Regions from separate parts of the Mus musculus genome. Here region 2 is linked to region 1. The links are chromatin contacts, called in public Hi-C maps. All regions are on one chromosome and are shown on one strand. The core of a region is the stretch at or near the end of the contact, and the rest is flanking DNA. Distances in the headings are between cores, read along the strand shown. Region 1 overlaps Manba (mannosidase, beta A, lysosomal). Region 2 overlaps Nfkb1 (nuclear factor of kappa light polypeptide gene enhancer in B cells 1, p105).

Region 1 (5,709 bases), core at 2,639-5,138:
GACAAAATATCATGACCCAGAAGCAAGCTGGAGAGGAAAGGGTTTATTCAGCTTACACTTCTACACCGATGCTCACCATCAAAGGAAATCAGGACAGGAATTCACACAGGGCAGGAACTTGGGGGGCAGGAGCTGATGCAGAGGCCATGGAGGCAAGTGCTGCTTACTGGCTTGCTTCCCTTGGCTTGCACAGTCTGCTTTCTTACAGTAACCAGGACCACCAGCCCAGGGATGGCACCAGCCACAAGGAGCTGGGCCCTCCTCCCCCTGGATCTCATGGAGGCGTTTCCTCAAGGGAGGCTCCTTTCTCTGTGATAACTCCAGCTCGTGTCAAGTTGACACACAAAACCAGCCAGTACACGCATGATGTACACAGACTTATGCAGACACACATATATATGCATTTTTAAAAATCTTAAAGAGAGAAACAGAAGCTTGATGATATGGACCTTTAATCCCAGCACTCACGAGGCAGAGGCAGGCAGGTCTCTGTGAGTTCAATGGCAACCTGGTATACTTGGCCTGTACATGAGCATCAGATGGGGCTGATGTGATAATGGGCAACATACTTGCCACCCAAGTGTGAGGACCCGAGTTGGAATTTTCCCGGAGTTCTGTGAAGCTGGGTGCTGTAGAACAAGTCTGTAACCTCACCTTTCAGTGAGACTGAAGATGGAGGCGGGAAACTCCTCAGCAGCTCAAGGCTCGATATCCTGACGTACAACCCAACAAAATGGAGACTAACAGAACGGAAAACCAGGACAGACACCCGGGGCTGTCTTCTGGCCTCCACGTCTGTGCCCCAGTGAGAGAGGGTTTAAGAAACAACAAGGAGCTGGGAACGGTCAGGTAGGCATGGGATGGTCTGCAATCCGTGACCATTGCTTGTGTAAGAGGAGGGTGGTTCATCTCATGGGCAGAGAAGGCTGTTCAAAGGCAGCTAGCTGCCTGGAGTGACTTTCTCCCGATGGCCCCCTCACGGGCAGCCTCCCGAGCTCTGACCTCCTGAATCATTACTAGAAACCGAGAGGCCAGAGGGAACTGTGGTCCTGTGCATTTAAAGAAGGTGGAGGACAGGTCTCTGTGACCTCTGAATCACGGAATGTGTCAACTCCAACACCCTGCATTTTCCCAGACTCCCATCAGAATTACAGGACAGATGCAAGCAGCTGATTTTCAGGAAGCTGCCAGCTAAACTGGCCAGGCAGGCAGGCTCGCGGCTGACTAACACAGCCCTGTGACCTGACTCAACAACCAGAACTCCTTGCCAATTTAGAGGAAATCCTCAAAATTGTACTGAAAGCAAAACACCTCGGGGCAGAATCCACTCAAAATAAGGACAAGGGAGGACACTGGCATTTTAAGGGAAAAATAATTCAAAAGTGAACAAAAAATAGAAACTAAGGGAATAGACAGATAACATCAACAACTGCCAATAAGACACTCAGCAGGACCGACAAATTCTTGTCTGGTTTTTTGTTCTTTTTGTTTTTTGGGGTTTTTTTTGTTTTTTGTTTTTTCAAGACAGGGTTTCTCTGTGTAGCCCTGGCTGTCCTGGAACTCACTCTGTAGACCAGGCTGGCCTCGAACTCAGAAATCCACCTGTCTCTGCCTCCTGAGTGCTGGGATTAAAGGCATGCGCCACCACGCCCGGCTCCTGTCTGTTTTTACATTTCCCAAGTGAAGCTGTTAGTAAAGGGCAGCTGTACGCTGGGCAGGCCACAGTCAGGCTGAGAGGACAGCCTATTTCTCCACTCCTAGGCAGGTCATCTAGAACGAAGGAGGAGCCCGGGGCTGAGGCAAGCATCTGTGTGTGGACAGGGCAAGAGTGGAGAGAGCCTCTTAGTTGGTGGACATGGCTTAAACACTAAACAGAGACCAACAGCCCTGCTCAGCTCAGTGAGTCCAAAGGCAGGCTGGAGAGATGGCTCGCTGGGCGAGCAAAACCAGGAGGACCTGAGCTCAGGCCCTAGCACCTATGTCAAAAGCTGGCTGTGAGTAACCCCAGTGCTGGGGGGCAGGGTGGAGACAGGAGGGTGGCTGGAGCTTGCTGGCTCCCTGCATAGCTCCAGTTTCACTGAGAGACACCATCTCAAGGAAATAGGGTAGAGAATGGTAAACCAGGAGACTCAGAGGTCCTCTCTGGCCTCTGCACAGATATTCATTCATACACCGTATACATACTCACATAAAATACATTTAGAAACAAATAAATATACATTATCAATAAGACATTAAGAAAAAAAATCAGTGTGAAAGGAAACTGACAGTGGAAACTGCTCTGACAGAGAGTGGTGCTACCCGGCATGGGGTGAGGAGGGAGCTGGGGTAGGGTAGCTGGGGTGGGAGGCTGTCTCAGGTGTGAGGTGGGGGGCGGGGGGAGGGAGCATGAGTGAAAGGAAATCAACCTTTCTTTCTTTCTTCCTTCCTTCCTTCCTTCCTTCCTTCCTTTCTTTCTTTCTTTCTTTCTTTCTTTCTTTCTTTCTTTCTTTCCCTCTCTCTTTCTTTCTTCCTTTCTTTCTTTTTGGTTTTTCGAGACAGGGTTTCTCTGTATAGCCCTGGCTGTCCTGGAACTCACTCGGTAAACCAGGCTGGGCTCGAACTCAGAAATCCGCTTGCCTCTGCCTCCCAAGTGCTGGGATTAAAGGCATGCACCATTCCTGCCTGACGCCCCTTCTTTCCTTCCTTTCCTGTTGGGTTCCCTCCCTCCCCCCAAAATAAATACTTTAGCAGGTATCTATCTACAGGCCTGGTTTATGCTGTAAGTTTTCATGACAAACCATTTGCATGTATTTCAGACTTTTATAAATTGGCTATTCTGCATTATTTTAAGAAGATCCTGAAGAATATACTTATATTTCAAATTATAAACAGACTTTTTGTAATAAAAAGAAGACTCAAAAATTTTTTTTCAAGAAATCGCAAATCTTGACTTACCATATACTGGCAAAAACGTGAGGTAATCCAGATGAGCAATGTTATAGGCTTCGATTCTAACATCTTTCCAGATTCCCTGAGAGGGGAAGGAAGGGCCCCAGTCCCAGCTGAAGGAACACTGTGCCTGGAATTTCAGGGGAGAAAAGGAGAAGTAGGCAAAGGATAAGATATGTGTGTACGAAGACACTATGATACATGCTAAATGAAAAGTTAGTAAAAGGGGGCAGGAGAGATAGCTCAGCGGGTAAGAGCACTGACTGTTCTTCCGAAGGTCCTGAGTTCAAATCCCAGCAACCACATGGTGGCTCACAACCATCTGTATTGAGATCTGACACCCTCTTCTGGTGTGTCTGAAGACACCTACAATGTACTTATATATAATAATAATAAATAAACCTTTTAAATAAAAAAAAAAGAAAAGTTAGTAAAAAAGGCAAGATTCTATCTTTAAAATATTATATATACACGCGTACAGCAGTTTACTAATGATGCCATAGCAAAACGCTAGACTGGAGGGGGTGGGGCTTCACCCACTGAAATGTGTTTGCAGATAGATGGCTCCCTTTGTCTTTCCTCGTGCACCAGCCAATGGGAGCCAATGCCTCCTCATCCCTTCCACTGCTGTCCACATTTCTTTACTCTAAACACCTTGCTTAACTTAGTCACCTTGATCAGGACTCCAAATCCAGTCACAGTTACATTCTAAAACACTTGAGTAGAGGGAGTGTTGCAACTTCAACGTGTAAGTTTGGGGAACACAGTTCAGCCCCTAACTAATTGTGTTTGGGTGTCAAGCATGTGTGTGTGTGTGTGTGTGTGTGTGTGTGTGTGTGTGTGCATGAGCTCAGAGTCTCCCTTCTGGCGTCCGTGCTCTCTTGTGCTCACCAACCTTGCGCATGTGCTAGATAAAGAGAGCCACTTCCTATGAATAGAATATGGCAGAGGTGATGTCATTTCCAAAATTAGATTATAGAAGAAGGGCCCCTTCTGCTTGGGGCCCTGTCCCGTGCTCTCTCTTGGCCAAGAGAGGAGCCAGCTGCTGTGTCCTGGAGCAGCGCTGTGGGAGGCCTGAGTGAGAGACTTGGACAATAGATCTAAAATTTCTCAACAGCCATGGTGAGCTCAGAGCTCTTGTCAGCCCCAGTCAGGCTGAGGTGATGGCTTGATTAAAACGCCCCGAGCGACAGGTGCCCAACCAAACTGTACGTAGGCTGAGAAATGCAGACTTAGTTTGCTGTACATTATTATTACTGTCATTTGCTATACAGATGGTGATGGCTATTATGATTATTATAACCAAAAATGCCCACTTTAGTGCCATGGTTAAATTTATCAAGAAGAACAGAAAATCTAGTTATGCCTTGTTTCACATTCATTCTTCAAAAACCTACTATGTCAGAGCACTGCTATTTATTGTTTGCTTGTTTGTTTTGTGTTTTGCTTTTCAATTGTCACTATGAAACCAAGGCTACCCCTAGTCCTGGGCTTTCAGGACTACAAGCAGTGGCCACCACACCCTGCAAATGTTTACTCTCTCTCTCTCTCTCTCTCTCTCTCTCTCTCTCTGAAGTTCTCCAAAACACTGCGATGCCTAACCACTCCTGTATTAAACATGACAACTCGATGAATGAGTAGGCTCATTGAAAGATAAAGATATTATTAACATGTAAAAAAAAAAAAACTAGCCTTATTCCCTACCTCATTAAGTATGAACTCAAAAGTCCTCGTTTAGGAGTACCAAATACAAACCGATGGTGGCATTTGCCTTTAATCCTAGCACTCAAGAGGCAGAAATGAAGGTCTGCAAGTTCTAGGCCAGTCTGGGGCACATAATGAGTTCCAAGATAGCCAAGGTTATACTGAAAGGAAAAAAAAAAAAGAGTACCAGGTGCACAGAGAGAGACAGAGACAGAGAGAAAGACGCAGAGAGAGAGACAGAGAGAGAGAGAGATACACATAAACCCACAAACAATCACTTCAGACTTCAGACTCTGACTGGAGTAGCTATCTGAGAGACATGATCTTGTCTGCCAACTACCTGTCTGAGAACCAGGACACTAAAAAAAAAAAAAAAAATCCAATTATGAAGTTACAAAGGTTCAGATTCAACTACCAAGAAATGATTCTCTGACAATCAACTTCTCAAGGAAACGGGAGGAAAAGAAAGAGTAATGGAATCCAAGTGATAGAAAAAGAAAGGGAGGGGACCAGCTAGTTGGGGAGGGGACCAGCCAGGGCCAGGCTGGGGATCCAGTGAGACCCGTGGGGAAGGGAACACGGAGTGCAAACCAGAAAGCCACTGGTGTACACACTGCCAAAATGAAACCTTTGTGTGCTAATCTGAAAGTTTAACTTAAAACAAACAAACAAACAAAAAAAACCCAGAATTTTTTTAAAGTCCCATCAAACAGAAAATTTTCTTTACTTCTTAAGAATAAAAAATTTTTCAAGATTAAAAATCTATGACACTGTGAGTTCAGCTTTGAAAAGTTGAGTTGGAAAAGACGCCCTCTGAGCGAGGGGATGCCAGTGTGTGTAGGGGGAGGGGGGCGGCAATGTGGGTGTGTGTACAGGGGATGTGGGTGTGTGTACAGGGGATGTGGGTGTGTGTACTGGGGATCCAGCCGCACTGCTCTCACCCAAGAATGGCTTCCTTCACTTTGTATTTATGTCAGAAGAAGATAAGTACGTTTCTACTACAGAGAAAAATGAAAGTGTGCCTCTCACCCCTCACCAAGGAAACTTGTCTTTTGCAGCAGACAGAGACCACCT
Region 2 (6,020 bases), core at 2,028-4,527, 86 kb before region 1:
GTAGCTGTGGCTACAGGCTGCTCGTGGTTTATATAAAGCTGCATTCTTCTGTACCATGGAAATTATTCTATAAAGTCTTTCCATATATAATGCCAATTCATGCCAGATGCGTACATCACTGTAATCTTTTTTAAAGATTTTTAACTGGCATTGTCGTTTATCCTATAATCGGGTAACCATTCATCCCATAAAATAGAACTATTCTTTCCATTACCTATAACCTCATGACCCCTGTGCAAGGCCAGTGCTAGGCTTGGCACCTTCTGGACAGAGGTGAGGTTCAGAAACTTGACTTTCAGAAGACACTGTAGCAGGATTGGGTTTTGCTCCAGGTTTGCCCAGGAGTCTTACTGTCACTCTGTCACATAACGAGGTTCCTACAGCAACCACAGTCAGTCTAGTGATGGTGCCCTAGAGCCCTCCTGGCCACACAGAATGGAAATGAGCTCTGCTCGGCTCCCTTTCCCTTGCCACTCAGGATTAGGAAAGAAAATAACTGCTTTCGAGAACTTTCCAACTGGCTATCAGCGCACAGAACTTTATCTCATTTTTCTTCTTCACAGATAAACAAAATGAGATCCATGCCTTGTTTCTGTTTGGTTTTGTTTGAGAGAGAGAGAGAGAGAGAGAATATCACTGTGTAACCTTGACCTTCTGGGACATTGTGGGTGGAGCTCACTACAGCTGGCTACAGAATGAGTTTTGGGAAGGCAGGCTTTTAAATTGTTTCTGAATATTTAAAGTATTTCCGAAACATCCCAGGTTTTTTTGGTACACACCTTTAATCCCAGCACTTTTTGTGAGTTTAAGGCCAACCAAAGCTACACAGCAAGACCCTGTCTCAAAAAGTAAATAGAGAAGGAAATATAAACTATGTCCAGAACATATTATTTGTGTTATAAACATTTATAGTTTTCCATTTCCTGCAGATAAGCCTTCTTCCTATTTTCCTTTTTTCTGCCCTATGTTGAGACAGTGAGCTATAGCTTAATAGATTTTCTACGTTTTTTTCCCTAGGCACCATAAACACCAAATTTAAAAATGGCCCTAAAGATTGTGCCAAGAGTGATGACGAGGAGAGTCTGACTCTCCCTGAGAAGGAAACTGAAGGTGAAGGGCCCAGCCTGCCCATGGCCTGCACCAAGACGGAACCCATCGCCTTGGCATCCACCATGGAAGACAAGGAGCAGGACATGGGATTTCAGGGTAGGTGAGCTTGCCCACGAGGGCTTCCAGGGACAGCTAGGGTGGGGTTTCAGGGTAGGTGAGCAAGCCCACGAGGGCTTCCAGGGACAGCTGGGGTGGGGTTTCAGGGTAGGTGAGCAAGCCCACAAGGGCTTCCAGGGACAGCTGGGTAGGGGCAATTCTAGGTACAGGAAGCTGTCTCCAGAAGACAGGTTTCCTTCCTGTTAATCTAAAGCTGATGAGTCAGCATCTCCTCTGAGTGCTCTGCACCGTGCCCTGTGCCCTGCAAGAGAGGCGTCCTGTGGATCCAGTCATCTTTGCAGCCTCAGCTCTGATTATAAAGTGCAGAAACTTGCATGTACATTGCCTAGTCTGTGCAGTTCTGGGTATGAGAAGAGGCAACTCACTTTGTCCCTGGCCCAGGTAACAAGTCTCCATGTCCTTCGCGCACCTCCCTCCCAGCAGCCGGCTCAGCTGCCACACTGAAGACGTTTGCCTGAAAATGGGAGTTTTCCTTTATTCTCTTGTCCTCCTTGAAGAAGTAGAATTGAAAGGGAACGTTCCATCTGAGCAGGCCTCATTGGCATATGAGTCATGATTCTCGATCAGACGCCATCTGTAAAGAGATAGTAACTATTTACACATAGTGGCCGTACACATGGTTACTATCACATATTTTTTTCCCTTTTTTCTGTTTTTAAAATACTTCTTCTGAGATGCACAGTATATGTGTACAGAGCCATATGGAAACAGGGTAGATTTGCCCATTTGGGTTGAGGTTAGTCTGCTGTCCCTTGACCTTAAGATAATAAAATTTCCAAAACCCCTGGGGTTTCTGAGACTGCCTGGCACCCAAGGGTGTGTTTCCTCACTTTGACTCAGACAGGATTCCAGAAGAGACTTTGTTTGTAAAGTGATTGGCTATTTAAAATTATGGCAAAAGCCAAGTACCCTGAGATTGGTTGCTCCCCTTCAATCATAGACACTGATTGTTCTTCTCAAAATAGCAGATGTTTCTAGATTGTTCCTCACAGACACTTTAAAATCAACCTCTTAACTGTATTATCTGTCAGTGAGACAATGCCCGAAATGCCCGATTGTGCTTGTTCTAGTCAACACAATCCAGAGGCAGCAAAAGGAGCATTTTCAGCTAAAATGGTGTGCCATGCCGCACACGCGGGGCGAGCAAATGACACTCAGCTGTGCTTGTGGGCATTACCTTGCAGATAACCTCTTTCTTGAGAAGGCTCTGCAGCTCGCCAGGCGACACGCCAACGCCCTTTTCGACTACGCAGTGACGGGGGATGTGAAGATGTTGCTGGCCGTGCAACGCCATCTCACCGCCGTGCAGGATGAGAATGGGGACAGGTGAGTTGAGTGGGGACTGTTGCACAGCAAGCTCTGTTTCAGGACGGGGAAAGGCAAGGATACTGCCCCCACAAACTGCCTTTGAAAGGGAGCTGCCCTCATCTGACAAGACCTCGAGTATGCTGTCTCCCTAGGCAAGAAGGCTCAGATGTGTGTAATCATGCTAATTTTACACCCCTGCTTTGTGTACTAAAATAGTAATTGAGAAAATTATTGACAGCCCTGCAAAGTCCCTGAAGTGTTATTGTCATAGTGTACCCAAGAAAGCCAGGTAAGAACAACATTAGTAGAGTAACTAAGAGGAAATGCCATTCTCTCCTAGCTACTAGCTGCTTCTCTGTGGCCTCTGTTAAGGGTCACGAGGATGTGAGTGGGTCAGGCTCTGCCTCAGCTCCAGGCCAGGCTGTGTGGGAGTCTGACATTCCAGATGCCATGCCTGCTGTCTCTTCCTGAGGTTCTGTGCACATAGCTACCTGGCTCCTTCCTAAATGGTTCTCTTAGTCCTTCCATTGAGACTTCTGAAATGATCTAAAAGCCTATAAATATAGCCAGAGACAGCAGTCTTGAGATTCAAGTGCTTTATCTAAGTGATCCTAAAATAGCGTTAACACTGAAAAGAAGCCCTTTGCTGTGGAAGCATTCTGGAGTGCTGTGTGCTGAGTCTCAGTTTAAAAACAAAGCGCTTTAGGAGAATGCCAACCTCAGGGGTTTCGTACAAGGACCTTTGTCCTCGTCACTTGCAGTGTAACTAAGGATGTGGTATAACCGCTGGTCTTATCCTACACAGTACAAGAGGAACCCAGACGACCTTCTGTGAAAAAAGCTCTGAATAACAGAAGGCGCCTTTAGAAGGAAATCATCCAGTTAGCATTCAATAGCAAATAACCACAAAACAGAGCAGATAACCAGAGCAGGACACCGGTGCTCCAAGGGTCATCTTTAAGGACTGGCGAAATTCATGAGTAGTGAGGGCGAGTGGATTAAGCAATTAGGAAGTGAGATGCTGCTGTCTGAAGGAGAGGCTGTGGAAAGGGATGCCAGGCACATGCAGTCCAGCAAGTGTGTGCAGAGGAATGCAGGAATGTGTGTGTAAGGACCTGGGTGTTCATGGGGCAGCTGAGACACTGGCCTTCATTCCCAAGTGGGTACAATACCCAGAGCCTCGTCAAGCCAAGACTTAAACAAGCAGGCTCCGTGTAAGGTTAGGGGTATGAGACCTGGGAGACACAGAGGACCCACTCAGGAGTATACATAAGGGACTATTCTGGTTTCTCTTCTTTATTCATCTTGTCATATTTGGCTTATAATCTGGACCCTGTCACCATTAGTCATCATAGAAATACAATAAAGAGAAACTATAGAACCCTCTGGTATCGGGGAACTTCCCCCAGGGGTATGAAGATCTGAAGGGGAGGGGACGTGCTTCTGTGAAGTGCTGAGCTGCACATGGAAATGTTGAAGTAGCTTTTGAAGCCCTTTTACTCGACGTGTGTCTGTCCGCATCACCTCTCACAAGCCTCCTGTCAGGGTCCCATCAGGAGCACCACAGGAGCCTGAGGTGTGGCTGCGGTGCTTCTCGTCAAAGCGTGCGTGCTTCACTTGCAGTTAACACAGGCCTGGGGTCATCTAAAGAGGCCACCATGATCTTCCCTGAGAAGTATTGCTAAGTGAAATATCTCAGGGATAAATAACAAGACCTTGTTTAGAAATAGAAGTCACTTCTCATTGTTACGGAGGAAGAGAGCTCGGCAGCTGAGTTTTCCCAAGCTGCTCCTAAGCCTAGGCATTACCTTTCTTCATGGTCTTGTATGTCAGGGAGAGACCAGGGAGAGCTGCCAGGGACAGAGGCATGGAGACAGAGCTGGCTTGGAGCTTAATGCCATTTGGTTTCCGACCCGGCAGGTGCCTTTGCACTTCATGTGTCTGGTCAGATGTTAACACTCCGGGGGCAGGTGGGCACGATCAGTGTGTAGTAGCCTGCGATAGGCAGTGGAGAGGAAGTTCTCCAGAGAAATAATGTCACCTCTGATCAGTACATTCAGTACATGGTAGGGCCAAGGAAAGCTACACATAGTAGCTAGTCTTCAGCTCCAGTCATTTCTTGACATGTTTTTGTTTCTGTCGCTTGCTACATCCCCAGTTAATTATTGCCACTGTGTGTCATTCCAGTGTCTTACACTTAGCCATCATCCACCTCCACGCTCAGCTTGTGAGGGATCTGCTGGAAGTCACATCTGGTTTGATCTCTGATGACATCATCAACATGAGAAATGACCTGTATCAGGTAAGCAGCCACCACAAGGCCGTCGAGAAGAGAAAAGGTTGCCTTAGTAACACGTGCGTGAGCTGTTCTCAGTGATGGGAAACAGGAAAACAGCATCTTCTCAGAAGTGGCATCTTAAAAGCATCCTTAGTTGGGAATGTCATTTTACAGAGAGATGGGTTGGGATCACGGGTTTGATGGCAATCACACTCCATGGAAATTCACCATCTTCTAGAAAAGGCAGACTTTAAGACCTAGAAGTCAGAGTTGATAAAGTTTTGAGGGCAAACCTTAGAGGGGAAAAAGTCACAGCTGTCAGGAGAGACATGTTAAAAAGAAATCCAAGTTTCAAAAGCCAGAGTTACAGAGACAAAGTTTGGAGCTGAGATGAAAGGATGGACCATCCAGAGACTGTCCCAGCCGGGGATCCATCCCATAATCAGCCACAAAACGCAGACACTATTGCATATGCCTGCAAGATTTTGCGGAAAGGACCCTGATATAGCTGTTTCTTGTGAGGCTATGCTGGGGCCTAGCAAACACACAAGTGGATGCTCACAGTCAGCTATTGGATGGATCACAGGGCTCCAAATGGAGGAGCTAGAGAAAACACCCAAGGAGCTGAAGGGGTCTGCAACCCTATAGGTGGAACAACAATATGAACTAACCAATACCCCCAGAGCTCATGTCTCTAGCTGCATATGTAGCAGAAAATGGCATAGTCGACCATCACTGGAAAGAGAGGCCCCTTGGTCTTACAAACTTTATATGCCCCAGTACAGGGGAACGCCAGGGCCAAGAAGCAGGAGTGGGTAGGTAGGGGAGCAGGGCGGGAGGAGGGTATAGGGGACTTTCGGGATAGCATTTGAAATGCAAATGAAGAAAATACCTAATAAAAAATTGGAAAAAAAGAATATTTTCAAATTAAAAAAAAAAAAGAATTTTGAGGTCTGCGGAAGGAAGGGTATTCGCACAGCAACTGGATCAAGTGTATGTCAAAGAAAGGCTCTGAGGTCAGCTCCTGGAGAGGTGAAAGGCTGTAAGAACAGGAAGAGGCACCTCAGAGTCCCATCCAGCTCAGGTGTGAGAAGGTAAGGGAGCCCCGAAAACTCCAGAGGAAACTACCTGGAGATGGCACAGTGAGCTGAGGACAGAGGCAGATGGTAGGGCAAAGCAAACCAGAAACTCCACTGGCAGACACAGT

What was found. A called contact is a pair of places that touch in the nucleus more often than the background predicts.
Region 2: a contact with region 1 is called in a Hi-C map of Th1 cells, with 4 times the contacts expected there. The contact joins two enhancer-like sites. A contact is called at or near these places in 6 of 484 Hi-C or Micro-C datasets (CD4 T cells, CD8 T cells, Th1 cells and 2 more), 2 of 115 datasets of contacts at active chromatin or transcription factors (embryonic stem cells and microglia) and 3 of 9 other capture datasets (adipose tissue, liver and pancreatic islet).

Annotation. Positions count from the first base shown.
Region 1 is chr3:135,515,255-135,520,963 of GRCm38.p6, reverse strand. Manba (mannosidase, beta A, lysosomal) reads right to left here. Exons shown (of 17, transcript NM_027288.3): 5 at 2,938-3,061. Among named protein-coding and RNA genes, the nearest start is that of Manba, 32 kb to the right of the region's middle. Within about 2 kb of position 3,888, at least 52 of the 459 cell types and tissues checked have an H3K27ac peak or open chromatin away from gene starts, as enhancers often do. A contact at or near this core is called in CD8 T cells and Th1 cells, where this site is marked.
Region 2 is chr3:135,600,243-135,606,262 of GRCm38.p6, reverse strand. Nfkb1 (nuclear factor of kappa light polypeptide gene enhancer in B cells 1, p105) reads left to right here. Exons shown (of 25, transcript NM_008689.2): 15 at 1,018-1,206; 16 at 2,412-2,553; 17 at 4,723-4,837. Among named protein-coding and RNA genes, the nearest start is that of Gm46827, 5.2 kb to the left of the region's middle. Within about 2 kb of position 3,277, at least 89 of the 459 cell types and tissues checked have an H3K27ac peak or open chromatin away from gene starts, as enhancers often do. A contact at or near this core is called in CD8 T cells and Th1 cells, where this site is marked.